2 separate regions of the Gossypium hirsutum genome follow, and region 1 is linked to region 2. The links are chromatin contacts, called in public Hi-C maps. All regions are on one chromosome and are shown on one strand. Each heading gives the region's core, a stretch centred on a gene start, on an enhancer-like site or on the middle of the called end of the contact. The rest is flanking DNA. Distances are from core to core; before and after follow the strand shown. Region 1 holds the start of LOC107928144 (nuclear transcription factor Y subunit A-10). Region 2 holds the start of LOC107928199 (50S ribosomal protein L22).

Evidence for each region. A called contact is a pair of places that touch in the nucleus more often than the background predicts.
Region 1: a contact with region 2 is called in a Hi-C map of leaf, with 3 times the contacts expected there. The contact joins the promoter of LOC107928144 here to the promoter of LOC107928199 in region 2. A contact is called at or near these places in 5 of 34 Hi-C or Micro-C datasets (hypocotyl, leaf and petal).

Annotation. Positions count from the first base shown.
Region 1 is chrD01:61,670,919-61,675,708 of Gossypium_hirsutum_v2.1, reverse strand. It overlaps LOC107928144 (nuclear transcription factor Y subunit A-10), which reads right to left and starts at 2,802. Exons shown (of 6, transcript XM_016859331.2): 1 at 2,524-2,802; 2 at 1,991-2,300. The coding sequence starts at 2,255.
Region 2 is chrD01:61,527,282-61,532,544 of Gossypium_hirsutum_v2.1, reverse strand. LOC107928199 (50S ribosomal protein L22) reads left to right here and starts at 2,097. Exons shown (of 8, transcript XM_016859378.2): 1 at 2,097-2,314.

The DNA of each region.
Region 1 (4,790 bases), core at 1,553-4,052, 140 kb before region 2:
GTACATTAATAAAAGTCCTCAAAAATCATATTTGTATCTATTTTGGAGAAAAAAATATTGTATAAAATTGTAATTTTATGTCATTCTTATCACTTTTCAATAGTAGAATAACAAATAAGATTTTTTGTTTTTTCTCCTGAAAAAATTTAAATTCAACTAAAAATACTAAAAATAAAGAGTAAAAATTTGATTTGTCATTCTTTTATTGAAAAAAGATAAGAATAATATAAAATTACAATTTCATACAATCTATTCTCGTATTTAAAGGGCGGTTACAGACCACATTTTCATATTTCTGTACAAATATATACTAAAGCCAACATTAATCTTGGGTAGCAAGCTAGAAAAGAACCACTTATTTCTACATGATCATGAAGATTGATTATTAGACAAAACAAAATTATGTAAAATAAAAAATAAAAAGCATTTCAAAGCTTTAAGTTGCCTTATCCTTTAAGTTTTCATATCCCAAGAAATCATGGCTACTTCTAAGTTCTAACTACTTTATCTAAAACGACAAAAGTGGGCATTCACACACCAAAAGTAAAAGAACTGTAAATTTATTTCTGCATATGTTCCCTTTATGTTTTTTAAGATTAGTGGATGATGGAAAATTGAAGGAGAAAAGTGAAAACATGGAAAACATTTGGCATAATTTTTTTGGCCCTTAATTTTATAAAAAATCATTTTAGTCCTTTATTTAATATTCGCATCTTTTAGCCCTTAAACTTGAATTTTTGTCAAATCGCCCAAAATAAATGAAAAAGTTAAACATTGGTACAATTTGTTGATGTGGGCATACACGTGGATTGCTACGCAGATGACATGCCAGCATTTAATTAAATTTTTAAAATTTAAAAAGTACTAAAATTTTTATATATTTTTAATATTTTTAATATTTTTATTTTTAAAAAATAATTTATCTAATTTTTAAAATTTTTAAAAATTAATTAAATGGTGTCATGTTATCTACATGTTAATCCACGTGTATGTCACATCAACAAAGTTAAAAAAATATTAATTTTTTCATCCATTTTAGGGTAATTTAAAAAAAACACAAATGTAAAAACTAAAAAAGACAAAAAATTAAATAAAATGTTAAAATGACTTCTTTTTTTTTATAAAATTAGAAGGCCATATAAATCATTATCCCAAAATATATTTTTCCCATTGTTGTGCCCATGAGAAAGCTCGAAAAGTTGAAATTAAATATAATATTTCTTTATATCATTACAAAATAGAATTGAAAATAATAATAATAATAATAATAATAAAGACTTCAGAAGCCATAAATTATATTTTGCCTACCACAGCCTTATCTCTAACCAAATTGTGATAAAGAGATGGATATATTTTATATTCATAATGCAGGTTAAATTTTCCTATTAATCTGTAAAGAAGATGTGGATTTAATTTTTATTTTTATTTTATCAGTCTTATATTTTGTGAATTTTAAAAATTCAATTTTAATCTAAACACTAATAATTAAATTTATTTGGCTACATTTTATTATTAGTATTGTATTATGCATATAGTTTTTGGAATTTTGAAATTTTAGTCTTAACTTAAAGTGTAATTGTTAAATCCACTAACTAGCATTTTGTATGATATGCCAAACAAGAAGTTAATATAGCTTTATACATCTATAATATGTTTGACATATAAGATATTGAAAATAGAAAGAGTAACTCTCATTTGATCAAAATTAAATATATATATATATATATAAAAGGACTAAATCCGCACTTAAGCATATTATAAGAATTAATAGTAAAATTTAACCTAAACTTTCTAGATAATTTCAAATTTATGAACTCTAATAGTACCTTCTTCACCCTTTCCTTTTTAAATCAAGGCTCAAAAACAACTTCCAAGAAATGAAGAATTTCTCAATCGTAGGCATAGAAGTATTTCTCTATAGCAAATTCAATATAGGGAAAAAAACCCACTTGATTTTAAGATATAAACCTAAAAAATTGCAAGAGATTACCAGGGAATATAGTGAAGTGAGCAGGATTCCCTTTGTTCAGTCCTTGTTCAGTGACTCTCCCAGCTTGTTTAGTACAAGTGAGATGATCTCCATTAGAGGGATGTTCCATCAACAAATTCTTCAATTGCCCACAAGATTCCCCATAAATGGATGACTGAGATCCAAGCGCACTCCACCAAGGCTGTGACGGTACTGGTGCCAACTGCCCCATGGGATTATGAACAATCCCATCATGTTCTTTCACATGCAGAGTTTGCATGGCCATTCTAAACTCTCAAAGTGATCCCAGAAAAGTATCAATATTTAATTCCTGCAATACAAAGCATGTAATTAACATAAATCACAAACTTTTGCTCAACTTTTGATCCATACATATGTAAAGGCTCCACCAAAGCAACTTCGAAAGAGATCAAGTGCACAAACCAAAAAGCACCCAGAATTGGATAAGACAAAAGGGGGCCAAAACCCCATAGCAAAAAAATAAAAGATCATCAGACCCTGAACCAGACAAGAAGAAGAAGAAGAAGACTCACAGAGCAGGTTGAGGAGTAATTTGTTAGTTGAAGAGAGAGGCTGAGAAACCCCATTTGTTAGGAGCCATGTCGGCACAATTTCAAGCAAAAGAAATTAGAGATGGCTACTGTTCAAAGAATGAGAGAGAAAGGGGTGATGGGGTGGAGGGCTGATAAAAGCATACAAGTGTAATGGAAACTACACGCTGCTTACCAATCACCTTCAATTTTCATGCAACTCTTTTGTACTATTATACAATAGAATACCAATACTACACTCACCTTAAATAAATAATACCAAACCTATTCTCACATTCTTTATAGCACATAAATTATACTATATCTGTCTCTTGTAACTTGTTTTTTTCTTTTCCCTTCTGGTCATAATTTTATATATTTTATATCATCTTTTAAATCTAACAAATTCGGGTATTTTATGATAAATTTAAATATTTGGGGTTCAAGTTTATCATCAAGAGAATGAAAAAGAAAATCTAACCTTTTGGTTGCTAATGTCCTAGCTTTATTAGATTAACAGTAATATTCTTTTTCTTTAAATTTAAGAGTTTGCTACTATCTTTTTTTGGGTGAATTACAATAATAAGGTAAAGTCCGAACAATCAACGCGATTAGTATGACTCAAATTTAGACCATATCTAAAATGATGAGCATTATTAACCATCAAACCATCACATGGAGTTCACCAATTTAACCTATCTAAAAGCTCTTTCTATAATGGTGAAATAATATCTCTTAATTAATTGAATATTATAAATGATATGCTAAGAAGTGGTAGATATGTCACAGCATTAATTTTAACTTTCAAGGTTGGCAGAAAATTACTTTTGGAGATTAAAGTATCGAAAAGTATGCCCTACAAGTTATGTCTTGGTCCACTAATTAGCATTAACTTTTTTTTAAAAAAATTCTTTATTACAATAAAATAACTTTTTTATCAATATAATATTAAAGAGGGAGGATGAGGATGACTGAATTTGAACCACTAATATTTAAATCTCAACAAATACTCTGATTAATACACAATTTGAATTTAAAATAACATTTGCTTTATTTTTGTGGATAATAGATTTAGATATTCACATTCATTATTTACTTTACTTTCTATATTTTATATTTTAGTTTTTTGAATTTATTAAATTAGAATATTTAACGAATTTTGACATTTATCCAATAAGTTAATTGATTTAAATTCAAATTTAGATAATAATATTCAAATTTAACACATATAATAAACAAATGCATATTTTAAATTTAATTAATAAATCCTAATTTAAAATTTATAGAAATTTTTTATCAATGATCTTCCATATATAAATCAAATTCAAGCTTCATACTTATTGAAATAACGGTATGAAAGAAGTGTTTTTTTTTTTTGGAAAAGAAAAACTCAGATACATTAAACTAAGCCACAATGAGCTATAAACCCATTAATATTATCCGCACGTAATCTTGTTTCCAATTGTTCAAGTATTTCCCTAAAGAGTTGTATTTCAAATGTCTTGTCAGAAATCATATTGATTATACAGTCGACCACCTGATTCATTTTTCTTGAAATGTGTCTAATACTCCATTGGTCTATATTCTTTAGTATTCGATTTATCCTCCGGAAGAATTTGCCAAATGTCTATCTTGGAGAGCATTAACCACCTCTAAATTATTAGTATGAATCAAGACATTGTTGAAACAAGAATCAAACCATCCATGATACCTTAAAGCTCAACATCAAAGACCGAACACTCTCCCAAATAAACAGAAAAGTGCAGTAACCTGAGACTAATTTTTTTTACCGCTAATGTAATAGTAAAATTTGTGTGGGTTAAAATTAATTAACATTAAATTAATTAAAATTTAACCATTCTCATTCCTGACTTAATGATTATAATGTAATTGTTTGTATCAAGAAAAATTACACTAAAAATTTTAAAATATTAATAATATAATCAACTTTCAACAGATTCCGACAATAAAAAGTTGTTCCCAAACCCAAATAATTACAAGCAAAATATTAATAAATTTATTATTAAATGGATGCTTTAAAGAATTTCTGAACTTTATGCTTTGCTCTCTATGCCACAAATTATAGTAAGAATAGAAATATGGTTAGTATGTGGCTTTCTAGCTTCTTTGCTTCACTTAGCAGAGACGCTTCCATTCCATGCCATCAAGATTCCTTCTTAATTAATTTACCTTAAAGTTTTTTTAAAAAATGCTAAGAATATATATATTTATATTAAACATGAATCATTCTAGGAAAAAAAAAGGCAAAG
Region 2 (5,263 bases), core at 848-3,347:
TTGTGACTTTTCAGGTGGTGGGGCAAGGGGACGACAACGGTGGCGGTGGTTGAACGACGGTGGTGAGGGCTTTCGCTTGCTGCTGCTTGACTTTTTTCTCTCCTTTTTTTTTGCTTTTTGGTTGCCGAAAATGAGAACCCCCTCCCTCCTCCTACATTCGGATTTGGCCTTTATAGCCATTTCTATACAACATTTTTTAAGTTTCTGGCCATTGCTCCTTGTCGTCTGTTCTGTCTTGGTGTTTGTTTCATTTTGCAGGGTATGGAGGACCAGACGCGTGCGTGGAGAGTGGTGGTGGTAGTGCGCAAGGTGGCCAATGGTTGGCCATTGGTGAGAAGCGGCGGCTGACAAGATGGGAGCTAGGGTTTGCTGCTGAAATCTTCTAAGCAAATGGGCTATTAGGGTTTTAAAATTTGGGCTCAGGTAGTTTTAGGATTGGGATTATTATGTAAATGAACATTGGACCCTTTTTATTTGGGGTTTTATTATTTCATGGACCTAGGCTGAAATTGGCTACAGAATTGAATTTCAACAACTATTTTCAATTTAATTTAAAAAATTATATTAAAATCCAATTTAACATTGACTGAAGGTATAACTCAAACTTTGAAGAAAAAATATTACCATTTAAGAAGTATATAACAATCAAGGTAAAAAAAAGTTATTCCACCTTTTTATAATGCAAAATTAGATAAAGGATTTAGATTTTTAAATACAATAAGGACTAAATTGTAAAATTGAAAAGAATACAACTGTGATTCACAGATGTAAAGCCTGTTAACTAATTTCCTGACTTGATTTATTCATTTATGTTGTGGTTGATAGTCACAATGGAGTTATGGTTTATGGTAATCTAACTTGATTTTGGTGGTGGAATCTAACATGATCCTATATTGGGATGGGATGGCACCCCTAAATCCTTGAGTCCAACATGATCCTATTGGACCGAGTTATGGATTTAGGTATCACTTAGATGAAAATTGAAAACGTTTTGGGAAGCCATGACAGCTTAGATGAAAGAACTGGTAGGCAAATTAGATGATAGTCACCGCTGACCGTTCACTTTCATCCTCCATACGGCCATTGCTTGTTTACTTAATTACCAGGCTTGCTTCTTTACTTTCAACTTCGGCTTATTCCTGTTTTCTTTTTTTGTTGTTGGATTTCTACTCTCAACAAAATGGGTCTTTTTGTTGGATTTCTATTTTCTAGTTTTTGGAAAGCATTGATTTTTTTTAGCACATGCAGAGCATTATTCTTGGTTCTTGTATTTGGCAGTAGGGATAAATTAACTTAGTAGTTGGCAGTAGCCATGTTATTAGGTATTCTTTGAATTTAAGAACTATACTTCGATGTTTTAGGAACAGAGCTTCTTAAGGGTGCCTTTTCCTGGTAATTGGTGTGCTTAGTGAGATTGGTTCTGGCTTGGGATATATATGATCAAGGTGATTATTAAATCAATTATTATTTGGGAACATCTTTCTTTGTTATATGTATCACATAGAAAGTCTTAAAGGACGACTGTTGGGTTCGTCTTTAAATCTACTAGGGACAAGTTTTAGACTTTAAAGGATGATTTTAATTGTTCCCAAAGCTACTAAAATCCTGCAGAGGACCTTAATGTGATTTTATTTCAATGTTTCTAGTTATTATCTTTTTCATGCAATGGCTTCTGTAAAAGTAGAATGTTGGTAATGACAATATATCACAAAGAAAAAAGAAATAAAAATAAAGAACACACAGATTTTTACGTGGAAACCTTTTTGGAAAAAAAACCACGGGCAAAGGAGAAGAAAATTCACTATGTCAAATTCGAATGATTACAAGAGGAGTTTCGACTACATCTATTTATAGGTTGAAAAACTTAATTCTAATTAAAGTCAAATATATTATGTTTTTTTTTAATAAATTGACTAGGATATTATTAATAGAATAGAAACACCAATACTACAGCCCAAAACAATGCCTCAGATGTGCTGGGCTGGACTGAAAAATAAAACATGGGCTGCACATTAAATTGAGAAGCCCATTGAAAGTCAATCTAATGAAATAAACAGAAATTTAATCCTAAAGAAAATAATAGAAAAAGAACCGACAGTCATTTTCCAGTCAAATCAAAACAGCCTAGACGCCATTACTATTTCCAACTCTTCATTTCAAAAACGTCAAGTCTGTTCAGAGGATAGCAACTTCCAAGAAATTTTCTTTATTTTCTATCTTTGCCGTTTCATTTCGCCTTCAACAACTCTCTTCAGTTTGGATTTTGTGGCCATCTTACTTCTGGAGCAGTTTCGTTCAGCGTCTCCCTCACCAGGTACATCTCTTCCCCTTTTTTTAACGTGTCTTTTGCTAGATTATGAGCTTGAAGATTATCTGTTCTTTGGATGAACATAAAAACAATTTCATGAAAGCGAGATTTGTTGCTCTGGATATCTTTAATAATCACTCCAATGATCGATTTATCCCTAACTGTCGTTTGGCATTTGTTGATAACTGTTTTCGAATCCCCAATAATCGTAACTGAGTCTAAACCCATGTTGATGCCTAACTTGGTTGCCTCTAAACATGCATATGCTTATGCAACAAACGGACATGAAACGTTGGAATGAAGAGTCGACTTTGAGACTTTAATCACACCATTCTGATCCCGATCTACTATTTCTGACGCCGATCTGAAATTACTGGTATCAAAGGCTGCATCGAACTGTATCGTCTCCCTTATTGTCTCTCTGTCTTGTCCTTGAGTTCTAATGCGCGTAAGGGTAAGCTTTTTTCCTCACACTCCTTCAAGTTCCATTAAGTAGCTCTGTATTTTATGTGAGAGATCCCTTCTTGATGTGAATTTCCTCTCATGGATCATCTGATTCCGCGAGCCCCAAATAACCCATAAGGCGCAGCAGAATAATCGGATCTGCTCCTTTTCACCCTTGCCAAAGACCCAGATGAGCCATGTCCATACATTTTGATCTGCATATTCTGTTACCCACGTCATACTAAGACTAATCTATACATCAATGCTTGTAGGACATTGCCGAAACACGTGGTAGTTGTCTTCTTCTTCAGAGTAGCATCGGAGACAACTAGCATTTGTGATCACTCTTTTGTATCTAAGATTAGCTAGTGAAGAGATATAGTTCCAGGAAATCTGCCATATAAGTATTAATTTTTTTATGTTAGTTGTAAATTCCATAATTTCTTGGTAAATTCCATAATTTCGGCCTGTAATAAATAACTGTTAGGATCCAAGCTAGCCTCTTGTAATAGTTTGTAGGCGCTTCGAACTGAAAACTCGCCAGAGTGGTCACCTTTCCACACTTGCATGTCCTCACAATCTGTTCTCGCAAGAGGAATCTGCAATATTTTTTGAGTGATATCTATTTGGAAGGTAGTTGTAATTGTCTCCGTTTTCCACATCTTAGTTGTGCTGTCAATTAGGGCTGATACTAAATCTAACTCACCATTGCCTCCTCTGTTATGCCATGTCTCAGGTTCAATCCTTGGTATCCATCGGTCAGTCTAAATAGATATTGCATTTCCTCTCCCAACTCTCCAGTTTAGTCCTTTAAGAAGGAGTCCTTTCGCTGCCCAAATGCTCCTTCAGGTAAGAGATAGTAAGTTTTCCAACTATGCATTTAGAAAACTAGAACGTGGATAATATTTGGCTTTAAGAACTCTGGCTAAAAGAGAATTTGGATAATCAATCGCCAATCCTATTTGGCTAACAACGCAATATTAAATTGGCTAAGATTTCGAAAACCCATCCCCCGTTTTCTTTCAAAAAGCAAAGGTTTTTCCAAGAACACCAGTGAATACCCCCTTTTCCACGACCCTTTTGCCACCAATATTTTGCAACAATACCCTCCATTTCTTCACATAGAGGCTTTGGGAGTAAAAAGCAAGCCATTGAGTATGTCGGTATGGCTTGTAGGACAGCCTTTATAAATACATTTTTTCCACATTGCGATAAAAATTGAATACTCCAATTTTTAATACGTTGTTTCAATCTATCTTTTAAAGCTCAAAAAGATTGTTTCTTTTTTCGACCAACCATGTTTGGCAAACCTAGATATCGTTCTGGCTCATCTGAGCTCTGAACTCTCAACAAATTGACAACTAATTGTCTTTCTTCCTCTAGCGTGTTTTTACTAAAGAAAACAGTTGATTTAGCGAAATTCACACAGTGACCCGAACATCGTTTATACTCACTTAGGATCTCATTAAATGTTAAAGCTCATTTTCTTGATGTTTCTCCGAATAAGATGCAGTCGTCTGCGAATAGTAAATGTGTTACCTGTGGATCGCTTTTGCTTGCCTTGACTCCTTTTAATATTCCTTCTTTTGTAGCTATTCTCATGAGGCTAGATAATCCCTCTCCACATTAAAAAAAGAACCGAACTCAATGGGTCACCTTATCGAATCCCCCTTGTTGGACGGAAAGTTTCTCCGATACTTTCATTGAGCACAACTTGATGAGAAACAGTAGACATGCAGTTCATAATAGAAACAACTCATTTTTTAGCAAAACTCATCCGCAACATTATCTCCTTGATAAATCTCCATTCGACCTTGTCATAAGCTTTACTCATGTCCAGTTTAACTGTTATATAACCTTTCTTCCCCATTCTCTTCTGTTTAAGTGTATGCAATAATTCATAGGCTAGCAGTACATTGTCTGAGATTAATCTTCCTGGCACAAAGGCACTTTGTGCGCTGTCAATGCATTTATCAATAACACCTATAAATCTGTTTACTATAGCCTTAGCCATGATTTTATAAATAACATTGCATAAACTAATAGGCTTAAAATGTGTCATATTAGAAGGATTAATAATTTTTGGGATAAGAACAATATGTGTTGAATTAATTAAACTGACCTCCATTTCTCCATTCAAGAGGTGTAATCAAAAAGCAACAACCTCCTCTCCAATAAAGTGCCAACATTTCTGATAAAAAAGAGCAGGAAACCTATCTTCGCTAGGTGCCTTCGTGGGTTGCATTTCAAGCAATGCCTCTCTAACCTCTTCTTTTATATATTGCTCTGTAAGCTTTCTGTTATCTTCCTTAGAAACACACTGATCAATTCCTGAAAGCAAATGATCATAGTTCTCTTGATTCCCTAAAGTGAATAAATTCTGAAAATAGGATCGTGCAATACTTTCCATTTCGTAAAGGTCGTTCGTTTCCCATCCGCTATTGTTTTGTAGTTTGTTTATTAGATTCTTCCTCATTCTCTGCTTTGCTTGGCTATGGAAAAAAGCTATAT